Linked DNA regions of Mus musculus: region 2 is linked to region 1. The links are chromatin contacts, called in public HiChIP or PLAC-seq maps. All regions are on one chromosome and are shown on one strand. Each heading gives the region's core, a stretch centred on a gene start, on an enhancer-like site or on the middle of the called end of the contact. The rest is flanking DNA. Distances are from core to core; before and after follow the strand shown.

Evidence for each region. HiChIP or PLAC-seq counts read pairs in DNA pulled down with a chosen protein or histone mark.
Region 2: a contact with region 1 is called in a FOXA1 HiChIP or PLAC-seq map of pancreatic cancer cells. The contact joins two enhancer-like sites. A contact is called at or near these places in 4 of 484 Hi-C or Micro-C datasets (all in the G1E-ER4 cell line), 1 of 115 datasets of contacts at active chromatin or transcription factors (pancreatic cancer cells) and 1 of 9 other capture datasets (adipose tissue).

The regions. Positions count from the first base shown.
Region 1 is chr5:81,470,966-81,478,698 of GRCm38.p6, reverse strand. All of the region lies in intron 7 of Adgrl3 (adhesion G protein-coupled receptor L3), which reads right to left. Among named protein-coding and RNA genes, the nearest start is that of Adgrl3, 450 kb to the right of the region's middle. Within about 2 kb of position 2,563, at least 17 of the 459 cell types and tissues checked have an H3K27ac peak or open chromatin away from gene starts, as enhancers often do. A contact at or near this core is called in pancreatic cancer cells, where this site is marked.
Region 2 is chr5:81,672,092-81,679,824 of GRCm38.p6, reverse strand. All of the region lies in intron 14 of Adgrl3 (adhesion G protein-coupled receptor L3), which reads right to left. Among named protein-coding and RNA genes, the nearest start is that of 1700031L13Rik, 450 kb to the left of the region's middle. Within about 2 kb of position 5,019, at least 8 of the 459 cell types and tissues checked have an H3K27ac peak or open chromatin away from gene starts, as enhancers often do. A contact at or near this core is called in pancreatic cancer cells, where this site is marked.

The sequences.
Region 1 (7,733 bases), core at 1,314-3,813:
CCTGGAGCTCAGAGATGCACCTGACTCTTCCTGCCGAGTGCTGAGATCAATGGTGCACACCACCTCGCTTGGTTGTGCTTATTTGCCTTTTTATGTATGTACCCTTTTTTGTAAATGTATTTTATTTATAATGTGTAGGTTATGTGTGTGGGTTCATGTGAACGAAGTTCTGAACAGCAGCTTCTGCTGTTGGATAGTCCTAGAGCTAGAGCTATAGACAGTCTGAGATACCTTGTGTGGGAACTGAGATTGAGCTCAAGTCCTCTGTAACAGTACTAGGAGAATTTTCTCCTGAGTCATCTCTACATCCTCTCTGTAACCAGAATTTTAAAAAAGACTTTCATTTTTTTGCCCCTAAATAGTTTGCATCCCTGTGGAAAGCTTCGTTTTAGAATTGTTACTTTCATTATTTTAAATAAATAGAGTACTGTGTTTTAACTACCACAACACTGGCACTTTGGACACCATAGCAGTAGGATACGAATACTAACAAATTTTAAGAAATATTGGCATCCACTTAACACCATAAGTAAGATGAAGAGCAAGGCAAGACTTCTGAGTGTCTGACAGGGACACTTCACACACACCTGCATGGGGTGTCCTTCCTTGTGACACTATATCATACCAGTGGACTCATCCCTATGTCCTGATGAACATCCTCTAGAAGGCAACCTAACTTCAGCACAGGAGTTTTCTTTTAGGTTCTACATCCCTGAGAAATAATGCATTTTATGAAATCTATAAGCCTTAATGGCTCTGTGATGTGAAGAGATTTATATTTGACCTATCATGAATTTAAAGAGATCAGCAGGAGATTCAAAAGACCTTCGGTTCAAATTCCTACTAGGCAAAGATATCTGAATGAGGTATTTAATTTATAATCTCAGTCTGCTTAATTATAAAATAGAACCAGTAATGGTATAGGTTGACCTGAAAACATTCTATAACATATTTTAGAACAATTTTGGTTGTGGCACTTCAAAGTTAAACAGCATCTACTATTAGGAAATTGCTGTTAGCTGTCCCTGTCAATTTCTTGTTTTCCTTTATGATTGTGACAAAGGAAGAAAATCAAGTAGCGGAGTCATCAGCTATTTTTATTAAGCATCTCAGAATATTCTTCCTCCATCACTTGTTTGCTGAGCTGTAGGCTTGGAAGTCACTCCTGCATCCACTCCAATCAGAGAATAAGCTGCTAAATGTTTAATGATTAATTTGCATCAAATAGTTACTTAGCAACCATCGCCAATATAAAATTAGATCTGATTTTCTGTGAAGCCTACAGTCTTACTAAATGGTGCAGAGACAGAGGAATACTAGTCACTGTCAAAATGTTAACTCTAAAAAACACATTCACATACAGCGTTTTATGAATTTGAATTAGAAATTACACCACATTTAAAAATAGCTTGGCATTAAAATTTTCATGTTTCAGTTTTTACATATAAGCTAGATATCATAATGAGAATAATTAAAGAAAATTTTCATTAATAATACTCGTGTTCTGGAAACTTCAAATTTTGTTACATAAATAATCATTTGAATAGTCACTACAGCGCTGAGGTAATCACTTGCATTGAGAAATCATTTTTCTAAGCCAACAGATCAATTGAAATATTTATAGTAAACAGTGAGATTCTTCATCCATAATATTCATGAATATTCATAATTTTCATGGGGGTAAGTCCTGCTTCCTCCAAGCTAGTTAGAGAAAGAAGGAAGGAAGAAAGAGTGGAAAGGAGAAAGGAGGGAAGGAAGGAGTTTGTCATACTTCTGATAGGATAATGCTAATTAATCTTGGAAGTTCAACCCTTTTAGAATTAATAATAAATGAACGTTTAGGTGATTGACACTTAGTGGTGCTCAATCTACAGCCTGAGGATAAAGATTAAACACCATAAAAATTATCATCTCATAACTCAAGGGACAGCATCTAGTGGAAGTGATATATATATCAAGAACTCATGAAAACTGTATTAGATTCAGTGCTAGTAAAAAAAAAATGTGGGCAATGCTGATCAATGAGCAAAGAAATGCCCTCAAGACATGGACTAACAAGTTTCTCATTCTTCATTTATCATTTGTTCTTAACAGAGTGCCACATGACATCCATGGCAGAGCTGCTGTTCATAATTCATGTGTTCCATGCTTCGTATTTCAATCCACTGAATGTAAATATCAGCGAGGATACAGCACAATGAGGCATTCTGGGTTTGTCTTCCTAGCACGGGTCATGGTATTCTTTTTTCGGCATCATCCTTTCCCTTGAAGGTAAGTTGCTTAGCTTGGGTACACAGCTATTAACAGATCCAGAGAGACACAACTCTGCCGAACCAAACTCCTCCTAGATTATAATATAAATAGCCAGCTATGGTTTTATTAGTTTTTCCAAGATGGAAAAGAAAGAAAGCCTTCCTGTCAAAATAAACCTATTTCACATTTCACCTCCAACAACTGTGACTATGATCTCACTTGTGAAATTTCCTGTTATCTTGAGTAAACAACAGTAAATGAACTGTGTAGGAGATAAGAACAGGACGGAAGAAAAGGAGTGGAGGAAAACCAGCCTAAAGGAAAACAGCTGAGTTCAGAGGGCACTGAGAGATTTATTCCTCCTTCGCTCTGTAATTCCATTAGGCTTTTGTTTTGCTTTGTTTGAAGAAAACTTTTGGCATGTCTGAACTCTCCCTGCTAACTGAGCACCGAACTCATTTCAAGCAGATCTACATCCTAGAACTGACAAAGTTTTCCTACAGAAATTTGGATGCATGTCCTAAGGTTTCCAAGAAGCAAATGGTTAGACTGCAGTGATTTACAATGTTGGGCACATCAAAGAAAACTGAACACCCACCATCCCTAAAAATGCTCATTTGCTGTCTTCTTTTCAGGCAATTTGAACTAAATTTATGAGAAAGGCCATGATGCTCAGGATCCAACCATATGCACAGAAGGATTGCACTTTCATAATATTGAGAAAGTTGAATTTTTGATATTGCCATATGTCATCATTAATTGCCTTAATTATAGGCCATACTGAAGGCAAATGAGGACCAAAATACCAGGCAGTCACATTAAGGCCATTTTGTATTCTGAAACTTCTCTGAGAGAAACTGAATTAAAATGAGGTACTGTGTACAATGCCAAATTTCAATAAGAGAGAATATGTTTTCATCTTTTACACTTTTGAAAGTAAGCCTTAATCTCCCTTACAGGTTGACTGACAGCAAGAAATAAGAGACCTCAGCTGGCAACAGAGTCAGCGGGTTCTATCCGAAAGACCGGAATTTCACTACTTAGTGATTTAAAGCTATGCTTACCCTAAAATGATCATTAAAAGATAGGCTTGAATTGGTCAGTTACTACACTACACTGGTAGAACATACCGACTAGGTCTACAGACCCATTTAAAGAGGGGTTCAGTCAGTACTTATTGATAGAAATAAGTGAGGGTGGCTGGCGGACTGTGAGGATACCTAGATGCATTGAGAACACAGACACATTTGGGAACATTCAAAACCTGTAAAGGGGGGGATTACTAACTGTGGGGGAAATGGGGCTGACTGTAAATCTCATTATACTGAGAGCTCTGAGCACAGGAGGAAAGAAAACTATGAGCAGTATCCAGAGACTCTACAAAGCTAAGATTGTTTATTTTTATTTTTATTTTTATTTTTTTTTTAGTAGCAAGCAGTGCCAGCAGTCAAGGCCACAGGGAGTGTGGATCAGGCCAGTTCAGAGAATAAAGACAAGCAGAAGCCAAGCAAGTTGAGGGGAAATTTGGGAAATGTGCCTAACTTATCTTAGCTATTTCTCTGAGGTTAAAGATCCGGTAGGGAAAAGCTGGCTTAGGAGTGAAACCACAAAGAATTTTCCACTAGCACAATCTCAGGGAGGTTCAGGGCAGAACTCAAAAGTCCACTGATAGCCTTAAGCTAAAAAAAAAGAAAAAAAAAAAAAAGACTAGTTTGTGATATTATACCATGGTAAAGGAGTTCGTGATGCATGGGGCTGCCCATATTGCGGGAATAGCTTGGCAGCATTATGGAATTCCACGTGACTGAGTGGGATGGCCCCAACTCCCTGAAGACTGTAAATAGTCTGATTTCAGCTAGCATGTCACAGGATACTTAAGAGTTCACATACATGAAGCTTTGTGTGGCGTGACCTTTGCTATGCAAAGCACTTTACATGCATTCCATTTGGTTCGACAAACATAGTATAATCCTTATTTACAAGGATTATATTGCATAGCCAGTGTGTTAACTTTTTATGTAGTATCTCTGTTTTGGCTGAGCTCATCAACCTCTCCACCCAAAATTGAGTAATTTGGTCTCAAGAACTAAAGCAACTTGATTCTATTGATCGTCATCTTCTCAGCCCTTTTGGACTCTCAGTAATGGTTGCTGTGAGTGCTGTTTATCAGTTCCCTACTGACTCAAACTCACCACCCATTGATTACTTCTGACAATGGCCAACTGAGAGCCAAAAGAAAACTTTTCACGTTTTTCCTTACCCCCCACCCCCTCTGTCTTATATTTAGCCCAGCCTGTGAGTAGACAGTGGGCTGTGGTTCTGGTACCAGAGACCCTGCATTTTTTTTTTTTTTTTTTTTTTTTTTTTTGCCTCTGAATGAAAGCCTGAACTGTTTTTAAGCCACTCACTCCCTTTTCTGTTTAGTCTTCCCATCAGTTTCACATCTAGTAGTAGTAAAATAGACTCACTAGAACCCAGCTGTCATCTCCTGAAGCCAGCATGCAAAATCAACTGCATTTGACTCCACAGAACCACAAAGTTGTCCTCTCCCTTGCATGGAGAGCCTAGTAAGGTGCAGTCAGGACAAATGTGGGAGAAATCTAAAATGATAAATACGCACTTGTCATAGATATTTACTTAGAAGCAGCCCTCTGTATTACTTATTGTTCTCTTTTGCGAGGCTTTGTGTTCTAGCTGAAGTAGAAAAGCAATCAGCCTTGTGAAGAGCAAATACATTCATAATGTGTGGTATGAAGGACTAAATCATGTCGTGTTTCCTTCCCAGTCTTTGACTCTAAATTGATATGATTATGTGGAAGATGACAGAATGACGGCTAGATTATGGGAGCTTCTTGGAAGTGAAAGGCCAGCCCTGTTCACATTATTGGCAACATTTGGAATTCGGACAATGTTTCAAAACAACAAAGTCTTAAATGTTAATGAAACTAAATTAAATTAAGACACACACAGCAGAATTAGAGTATGGATTCAGTTCAAATATTTAAATAGTTACTGTCAGGAGTTTCTGTCTGCTTAAAGATAGGGAAAAAATTGAATGGAAACTCACTATGTTTATTTACTCATTAACCTAGCGCATATGTTCATAGCCAACTGATTCTACCTGCTTGCTATTTTTGTGCCTTATGTTAATGCAATGGTTGTGATGCAATGAAGGTGGTTTTGCTATCAAATTAACATGTATGCTTTTAGCTGCATTTATTATTAATATAATCTTAAAGAGAATGAGTTAAAATGGACTATCTACAAGAACATGTAGACTCATTCCAGTCACTGAATGGAAATCATTGCATAAGGACACACACACATACACACACACACACTCACTCACTCTCACCCTCTCACACTCACAGTCAGACACTATTAACCCTAGTAAATGATGTTCATTTTGCCTATCTCTGGTTTCATCTTTCTTTATATTTTATACTGGTCCTATATTTTATATATACCATATAGAGTCATTCCATTAGACTTACTTCTTATGGTCTTCCTTTAAAAATGCTTGCCTGAGGGCCTATGCAAGCCCAGTAGAGGCTCAGCCCCTTCACAGCAGAATACTAACTACTTAATCTTCCAAGAGATAGCTCAGCAGGCAAAGGGTTTCCTACAAAGTCTGATGACCTGGGTTTCATCTCTGGGATCCATAAGTAGAAAGAGAACACTGTTTTCAAAAGGCATGCTCTGACTTTCACATGTGAGCAGCAGCATATATGAAGACACACACATATACACAATAATTAAGGAAATATGTTAATAAGAATGTTTTTTGTCCTTAATGCCTTTGCTGAACTAACAACTTTTTTTTTTTTTTTCCGGGACCTTGACCTCGTGTGAGTAAACTCCTCAAAGACAAAATCTTTTCTTCTCTTCTTCTTTCCTTTCTTCGTGGTACCTACTCGAGCTCTTGGTGAACACAAATATTTCATTTTGTTTTCTCAGTTAAACATTCCCAGTTTTTACCTAAGTATCTGGTATGTGGTGAGTAGTCAAGAAAGGAAAGACTGTAAAAATGAGATGTCTCCTGAGCAAATAAGGATCTACTTAAGGACAATCTCCACGCACAAGCAAAGCAAGCAGCCAGGGTTAAGAAAGGCATCTTTGGATGAGGGCACAGAAGAGATGATTCCCACTAGTAGCTCCTCTTTATAAACAAGATATGCTTGTCTATAAAGGTACTTTATAATTTTGATAAAGTTTAATTATAATCACCTTCAAAATCTCTGTACACTATTATTAAGTATAAGAAACTGATAAAATTCTTTGTGAGAAAAACAAACAAACCAACAAACAACAAATTGCTACGGCTAGTGAGAAAAGTATGGAAGGAAAGAAAGGGTAATTTGGTTTTTTTATATCATTTTTTTGTGTGAAATTAGTATCTCATGATCCTTATTTTTATTTAAATATTTTAGTTAAATTAATAACATCTAATTGGCAGACAAGGGTTTCTTGTAATTTTTTTCCTAGTGATAAACAATAATATTTTTTGAGGAGCCATTTGACCTGATTTTCTTTTAAATCACTCAATGCATATTTATTGAATATCTTCTATATGACTGAAAAGGAATTGTGGTATTGGAAACAGAAATAGGTTTTGCTATTTCTTAACTTTCAAAATTTGATTTTATTGGCTAGTTTCAGGACACCAAGGTAAGAAACATACAACCACTTACTAACATACTAAACACTAAAGTATGTATACATTAAAATATGCATCAATTTGAGCTTTACTTGCAAAAGTAATTACTTAAAAGTATTCTATCACTTTATGAAAAGTTGGAATTTGAATACTAAAATAGTGCCTCTTTCTTACTGTTAAAGAGACAAAACTAAAAATCATATAATTATTTTAAATATTAATTTTCAGTAATGCTCCTTATTCATGTCTTTTCATAAAGATAATATCCATGTCCCTATAAGGATGGCTAATGTGAATAGCAGGAGAGTCTTAAGTGCTATAGATTGCTTTAATCAAACACTGTTGTGTAGGAGTTCTCCAAATGATGTGTATGTACCCTTCTTTTATTTCTTAGCAAAAACACCAGGAGAGATTGCGCGAATATATAACTTGTGCTTCACAGTTCTAAAAGAAAGAAACAAAGAGCTGGGGAGAAGAGCAGAAACTTGAGGGGAGACAGGCACTTCTGGTGGTTAATGTGCATGAAATTGTATGCCTCAGGAAGAAACTCGATTTGTCAGCAGGATACAAAGGAAAGATTCTCTCCTCAGAAAACTTGGAGTGGGAGGTTCATTGTTTTATTGTTTTCTCCCTTATAGGAGTGGTCCCTGTAGCTGAGCTAAATGAAGGCAGCTCTATTGGAAGATGCCGCAGTCCCAACCCCAATTCAGGTCAGAAGGGGTGGGAGCTGGATAGGAAGGGGACAAGGGGATCAAATGAAGGTTGGTAAATGGCCAGGTTTAACCCTCTCAGTATTTAGGTCATTTCCTGCGAAGAAAATACC
Region 2 (7,733 bases), core at 3,770-6,269, 200 kb before region 1:
CTGGTGGGGGAGCTGGCAGAAGAACTGGAGGATCAGAGGGTGACTGCAACCCCATAGGAAGAAGAACATTGGCTGGCCAGACCACCCAGTGCTCCCAGGGACTAGACCACCAACCAAAGAGTGTATAGGGAGCAATCCAAGGCTCCAGATACTTAAGTAGCAGAGGATGGCTTTGTCTGACATCAGTTAGAGGGGAGGCCCTTGGTCCTGTGGAGGTTTGATGCCCCAGCATAGGGATATGCTAGAGCGGTGGGGTGGAAGAGGGTGTGTGTTGGGGAGCACCCTGATAGAGGCAAAAGTGAGGGAGAAAAGGGTGGATGTGGGATGAGGGGATTGTGGACAGGGTAACAGAAAAGGGGGATACCATTTGTGATATAAACGAATGGAGTGATTAATTAAAAAAAATAATAATGCTCTACTCTTCATTATATTTACATTCATGTTTAAACATTTCTCTTGTCTGAATCTTGGAATGTACTGGGGATGAAAAATAAGCCTCAGGAATTCTGTGTGCTCTCTTATCCAATGTACTTGTTTGACATATATAGCTGTGTTCTGAATTACAGCATAGTGGTCAATGTCAGATGCTACAAACATTGTGATCCACTCAGTGTTAGCTCACTCAGTGACATCAGACACATTAGTGATGTAATGGCCAATTCCATTTGTTTTAATATACTTTTGATGTTTGAACAAGGACTAAATTATTAGGGACTTTTCTAAAATGATGTCTGCATTATCCCTGATGATGTATTTCACATACATTCATTCATACACTCATATAAATATGCTCTGTATTTACTTATAATTTAAAAAATTAAAGGCATTTTTTTGCTTCTTGATAGGAAGTTCATCAGCTGAGAATAAAATAAAAAAGCTTAAAATCATAACTGAATAGAACACATTGTGATTCAATCTGGATTTAGATATTGATTCAAATCAAAATTTTAAAGGTCAGATGCTCAAAAAGTCTTCAAAACAGTTTATAACTTGCAGGTTTTTTATTAGAAGTCAAGTTGAGTGACTGATATTTACACATCTGATCAATAAACCAAAGGTTCATTTTATAACCACTGTCATTTAATATTATTAAGCGTATAAAAATGACTAATCCCTGAACTCCTTTTTATATTACATTGAAGTATTGGCATTTTCAAGTCTTAATTAAAATTAGATTGTATAACACAACTGACCTTAATATAGTAATAAGAACCTTTAACCAAACACGAAACTAGAATTCTGTAGAGAAGACAGTTTATGAGAGCTCTTGTTGGGGGAAAAAAAAGGATTGTTTTCAAGGTACCATTTGATTGCATTGCTTTAAAAGTGTAGTTTAATTTAGGGTGAAATAACTGAGTGCTGTCAAGCAATCTGTGTTATATCACAGAAATTAAATACAGCTATGGACTTGACTCTCACCTTGTTACAGGCTCAAATTCACTCAACAAATATTAATTGAGCACCTTCAATGTGCCAGTTGATTAGAAAGCAGCAAAGAACTAACAGCTGTTCTCCCCTTCCTCCATGAGATAATATAGGGAGGGCAGACAATTAAACAAGAAATTAAAATCCAACATGGCAAGCACTGTAACAAGAAGAAAAGATAGAAAGACCACCAGAAAAATTCCATGAAGTCAGGCATTTGCAAACTGAGGCTCAACACTGGCCAAAGAGGCGAGGTATGGAGCATACCACTTTCCACGCGGCATAACTGATTCTTGAGGAAAATGAAAACAACTCCCCATAAGCAAGCAAAAAGCCCAAAGGCAATAACAATGAGCAATGCTAGGTTTCAGGAGCCTGGCAAGCTATGTCCAGACATTTGCAGTTCTTCCCACAAGCAATAAGAAGTCACTTAGAACACTGTCAAGTTAGGAAGTCAGATGCATCATTGTGGTTAATATGCATCAACTTTTCATTTTCCCAAGAAGCCACTGACATATAAATTATTATAGTCACACTGCAGTGAGAAAATTGAATCCTAGAAAAGTCAAGTAACTTGATAAAGATAATTAGCTACAAACATGGGGTAGAATTGGGGTTTAAATGAGGGCTCTGTGTTCTTTCTCTGGGGATGAAGAAAGGCAGAAATTTCAAACACATCTTCATGATTTGTAGATTAATTAAAGCCAGTTGGTAAGGGGAAGAAAAAAAGCATATGGTAGACACCAAAGAGATATTCAATCAAAATGAGGAAAAAGAAAAAGGAAAAGAAAAAGAAAAAAAGAAAAAGAAAGAGAAAATGAAGAAAAAGTTTCTGTTTTTATGCTTGAGGAGTAGTGCGTATAAATGTGTTTGTGTATTAAGAGATTCTAAGGAACTTGATGAACATAGATTGGCCTATTTTGACTAGGTTACAAAGTACTTGAATGACACCAGACAGAATGAATCTGGCATCACAAACTCAAGTAGATTGATTGAATCCACTGGCATATCTAACTGCATCCAGAATAATTGAGTACGTGGGGAAGAAGTGATGTCACAGAACCATTAGCAATAGATGGAAATTTGGGGAAGCGCAGTCGATAATTTCTCATTAACAAAGACCGGGTAAGAAGCCCAGGAGAAGAATGTTGCAGGCACTTAGGTGGCACTTTGGCTGAAAGACATTGACTCCTTTCTTGATGCTCCAACTTGTACACATGCAGGACCAAAGCTTGGCAGCTTGCCAGCACTTGGCATCTCTCTCTTCAAAGCCAGACCCCTGCTTGACTATGAATAAGGATGTTAATCACTCCAGGAGTGTCTGCCTACCCATCATAAGTCATCTTCCTTCAAGGCTGGAGGAACAAAGAGAAGGTGATTGTCCTAAACCTGTAGTTGCCTTGGATACCAGCAAGAAGAAAACCTCATAGTTTACCCTCCTTCCCTTGCAGATGAGAGCAATTATGCATAAGTGTAAAGCTGTACCTAGAACAAAAGGGCTCATCTTGTAGGAAACAAATTGGTCCTTTCCAGTGTTGATGGTGGTTGAAAACTAGAATGTATTGTGATGCCTTGCAGGAACTAAGCCATGACAAGGCCGAATTGGGCCACATCCTGACAAAAAACACTTAATTTGCTTACTTCTTATACTTTCCCCCAGTTCTCCTACTATTCAAATCTAAGGTTCATGCCAGCACCTGGGAGATGAACTCAAGGTGGCTGGGTCCCCTTTCTATGTTCTTTTTACCAACATGTGGCTTAACTCCATTTATCTGCTTTTCATCCCTGTGCATCTCTGACCTACATAACGGGATATACCACTGGATTTAAGTTGGTGAGACTGTCAGAGCATCCCTAAGGGTCCCACCAATTTTAACGTTAGGGGCCAACATGAATCTCACTGTGAGTGTATGTTTAGAGTTCGAAGATCCTCCTTGGCTAATGGTGAGTTCTAGGCCAGCCTGATCTACATAAAACACTGTCTTAAGCCAAAAACAAAAATTCCACCATCAACAGAATAAACAACTAGAGTATAAATCTTCAAGTGGAAACATGTCCCTCAAACGTTCAATAGGCTGTAAACAGATATGGGAATGAAACGCACCAACTGTGGAAGTGGAGACAGAACTTAAAAATAAAGGTGGAAAATTCAGTTATGGGATAGATTTTTTTTTTCATGCTGCCTAATGTGCAACAAAGGGAGATGCTGAAACACTTAAAGGAACAGTAATTCTTGAGTTCAAAAGAATGGTCTGTTCAAGGAGTAACATTTCTGATCATAGGCATCAAGATCATACTGATCTAAAATAACGAGGTCACCATAGGAACCACTCAAAGAAAAGACCATTAAGCATTAGGCTAGGAAGTGCCCCAACCTTAATAGTTTGGGAAAAATGGAGGAACTGTTGAGGAAGCACAGAAATAAGTGTTAACTGGTGGAAGAAAAATCAAGTGAGTACCCTTATGGGAGTACATTAGGAGGAAAAAAATCAAGAATTCTTTTCTGATTGATCAGATAAGATTAAAATACATATCATGTGTATACAGCCATACATAAACACGCACACAGATACAGACACGTGCACACACACATAGTCTAACAATTAAAGAGATCATGAATATGAAAGAGAGTGAGGCAGGGGTGCGTAGAAAGAAAGAGGAGAGAATGATGTGATCATTCTATAATCTTAAAAAGCAACAACAACTTTAAAAACTCTTAAATACCCACAACTTTATTATAAAAACACACAGATACAGATTGATCACTGAGCATTGGTTTAGCACCAGTATATGCTTAATAGTCTTGAGAAAGTATTGTTGAATTAATAACATCCTTGAAAAGGGCACATTCAGTGAAGGGCTAAGGCCAAAGGCCAGGAGAAGTAGATTTAAGAGAGAATGAGAGAAAGATACCAGTGGTGGTATGTGCCCAGAGAGGCAAGATTTCTGCTGCCATGGCTATTCTAGGAGGCAATTGGTCATATGGGCCTGTAGCATTGATTAAGCAGCAAGTATTTAGAGATCTAAGAGAAGCTCAGTGGAATTGAAATACCTAAAGATACAGAAGGAAAAGTAGCACTGTTTCTTTCCAAGAGGCTTTTTGTCAGAAGAGGGAAGTGATCTTAAAAAGCAGCTTGGTAATTGCTGCCATGGTGGGGGGGAGACGGGGGGAGGGACAACTGAGTGTTACATAAACTCATGTAAGAGGGCATTCATGATGAATAGCCTAAAGAATGTGGCTTATAGCAACTGTGTATTCAGTGGGTGTTGGCAGATAACACAAAGTTACTCAGATAAGAAAAGGACAAAAGTGAGAAAAAAATAGAATTAATCCAAGAAAAGGGTACTGTGACAATAAAACTTCAGAGATCTGAACTCCAATAGCTGGGTGCTTTGGAAAGACATGATACAAAGGTACAAGGGGGAGCCATTTAAAAGTATGGGCAGTTGGCAAGAGAAGTCAGACACAAGGACAAAATAATGCAAAGGTAGAATATGCTTTTGTAAATGGCAAATGAGATCAGTAGACAGTCTTTAAGTAGGCTTAAGATCAGATATGCATTTTAAAACATGACTCACTTAGTAGTGGGACGTCGTGTCCACCTCCTCTCTCCATGTTTGGATTTGATCTAGTTTGACCTTACATGTGTCTTGTGTATACTAGGGGTCATAAGTTCATATGTGCAACAATCCTCTCTGTCAGGCGGTCTCTGTCTGCAGTTAATTCTTATCATCCTCCAGCTCCCTTTTCATAAATGATATCTGAGCCTTGGGAAGAAGGAGTGTAGGAGCTGCTAGAATTTGAAAGCTACAGAGAGAGAGGAAGAGTCAGTTTTCCTGAAGGCTGTGCCTTCTGGTAGGTTGACTGGGCTCAAGTGGAAGGTCACACAGACAGGACTATGTAAACAGCACAAAGGGAACTTGATGGGCAGAGAGGATACAAAGCTGGGTGTGTAAGAAAGGGTGTGTGTGGGTCTGGGGCAGAGCTGAAGGAGGAAAGAGTATGATTACATACACTGTAGAAAATTCTCAAACAACAAATTAAAGAGTAAGAAAAAATGAACAGTGGAGCAAATGGAGTAATGGAAGAATTCCGATGTTTGTAAGGCAATTTGATGACATTGTATGGATATTTGTGGAAAATAGAATTTACAGCCAAATTCACATTGTAAAAGTACAGTATCATGATCTTGGCAAACACTTTTAAATGGTGTTCAAATCTAAACACTTTCCATTGCCTGCCTATTATTGTACAATCCTTCAACCTGTTGGCTATAACTATGTTGGTCTTTGTATTTCCTTAACTCTCCAGCAATCCTCACTTGGCTAGCTTTTCTCTCAGTACCTTGGAATGTCTTCTCAACCTGGGCACATGGCTTATTTCAGCATGTCAGGACCAAGCTTCATTTCCACCAGCCTAGAAGATCTTCTTTGTTCTACAACAATCCTTACCATGTCATGACTGTTTCTTATTCTCCCAGGTAGTATGTCTGTCATCACTGGGCTACCCTGATTGGCTGATAGCACTATTCATTTCAAACTCCAGCTGTTGAAATAGGATGTGAGCTCTAACAGAGTGTATTCCTGCCTTCCCTTTGGAATCCTGTCCTGGAACAGCTCATGGGTGCCAAGGCTCTAAGGTCGCTCTAAGTTGAGTGAACAAACAAAGCACAGTCAGGCTGTTCTCAAAGGAAATAGATGAATTATTTTTTTCAAACGAGCATACACTTCTGCATTTCAGAAGGATTGCTGGCAGAAAAGTTGGAGGAACTTTCACAGCCCTAATTCCAATAAAGTGTTTTCATTGCCCCCCCCCCCACATGCACGCGCATACACACACACAAAAACAAAAAACAAACAAACAAACAAACAAAAACAGACATAAGTAAAAATTAAACTAGTATAAAAGAGAACTATGAACTTTAGAGCATGCCACATCATCTGATTTATCCTCTACTAATGAAAGATGTTTATGAAAGGAAAGAAAAAAAATCTTGCTGTCAGGGCTTAGTAAGGAAGGATTCTGCATTACCTGGCCAAATATTCCATGAGTCTAAAATATTGCAAAAAAAAATGGTATATTGTTTAAAAGCAACAAATAATGAAAATATAGAAATTTGTGAGAACTAAAAGTCCAGTTTTAGAATGCAGCCTGTTCAAAATATCAGTTTTGACAATTTTCACATTTGTATATATTTATACCGAAAAATATGCTTCCTTTCTTTGTCAAGTGTATGTATATGTGTAAGTGTATATATATGTATAAGTGTATGTGTATATGTGCGTGTGTGTGCGTGTGCGTGTGCGTATGCATATGCGTATGTGTATGTTTGTGATGCAGAGGTTTAACCCAGAAACTTTGTACATTTTGGACAAGGTCCCTAGCACTGGTATATGAAAATGACTCTCCCTAGGATCCCCAATGTTATTAGACAAACACTGGGTACCATATCCTGCTTAATATTGTGTCATTTCATTGTAGAATTTCACTCTATGAACAGAACAGCCTTTGCGGTCTGATTAGAAGCTGTTGAGTGAGGAGACTTTTGGAAGGGATAAAAATATTAGTCCCTTATTTTCTGCTTCCTGTTGAAGATTTGCATGATGGTATGATTGGAATATATGTAGTCACCTTTGCAAGTTCAGGGCTGACAGCCATGTTGACAATAGGGTAAAACTATGGAAAACCTTAAAAGCACATCTAAAGGAGAATCTGTATTTTCTACCCTGACGTCAGTATGAGAAGAGGCTGTGGTTTGCTTAAGTTGCCGCACTTTTGTCTGTTATTGGCTGTACAAAATTTATGCATTAGATAAAGAAAATTTTTCAAAAAAATTATAACTCTGTTGGGAGCAGTCCTAACGATTCATTTGTTTAGTTTGCTACTTTATTGAAAACCGTACTTTAGGACTTCCAACACTTTTCTGACCCATACAGGAATAGCCAATGACAGTTTCTAAAGGTAGGATCTTCAATCTGTAATGCTATTTTTATAACTTTTTTCCTTCTGGTTAACTATGTAACCATAAAGCATTTTTTAAAATCACAAAGTAAAATGGATGTGAAGTCTCTTGCTTTGCACACAAATAGTATCTCTTTATCTTATATGCATTTAAATTTTTCCCAAAGGTAAATGTATATTCAGAAGGCAATGTGGTGCAGAATGGGGTTTAAATAAAACCTTGACAATTGAATAATGACTTGGGCTTTGATTCAAAAAATGAGTGAAGAGAATACAAGTTGGTGAAGGGAAGTGGAAAATATTTTTTTTTAATTTTGTTTTAGATACAAACATTCTACTTGGAAAC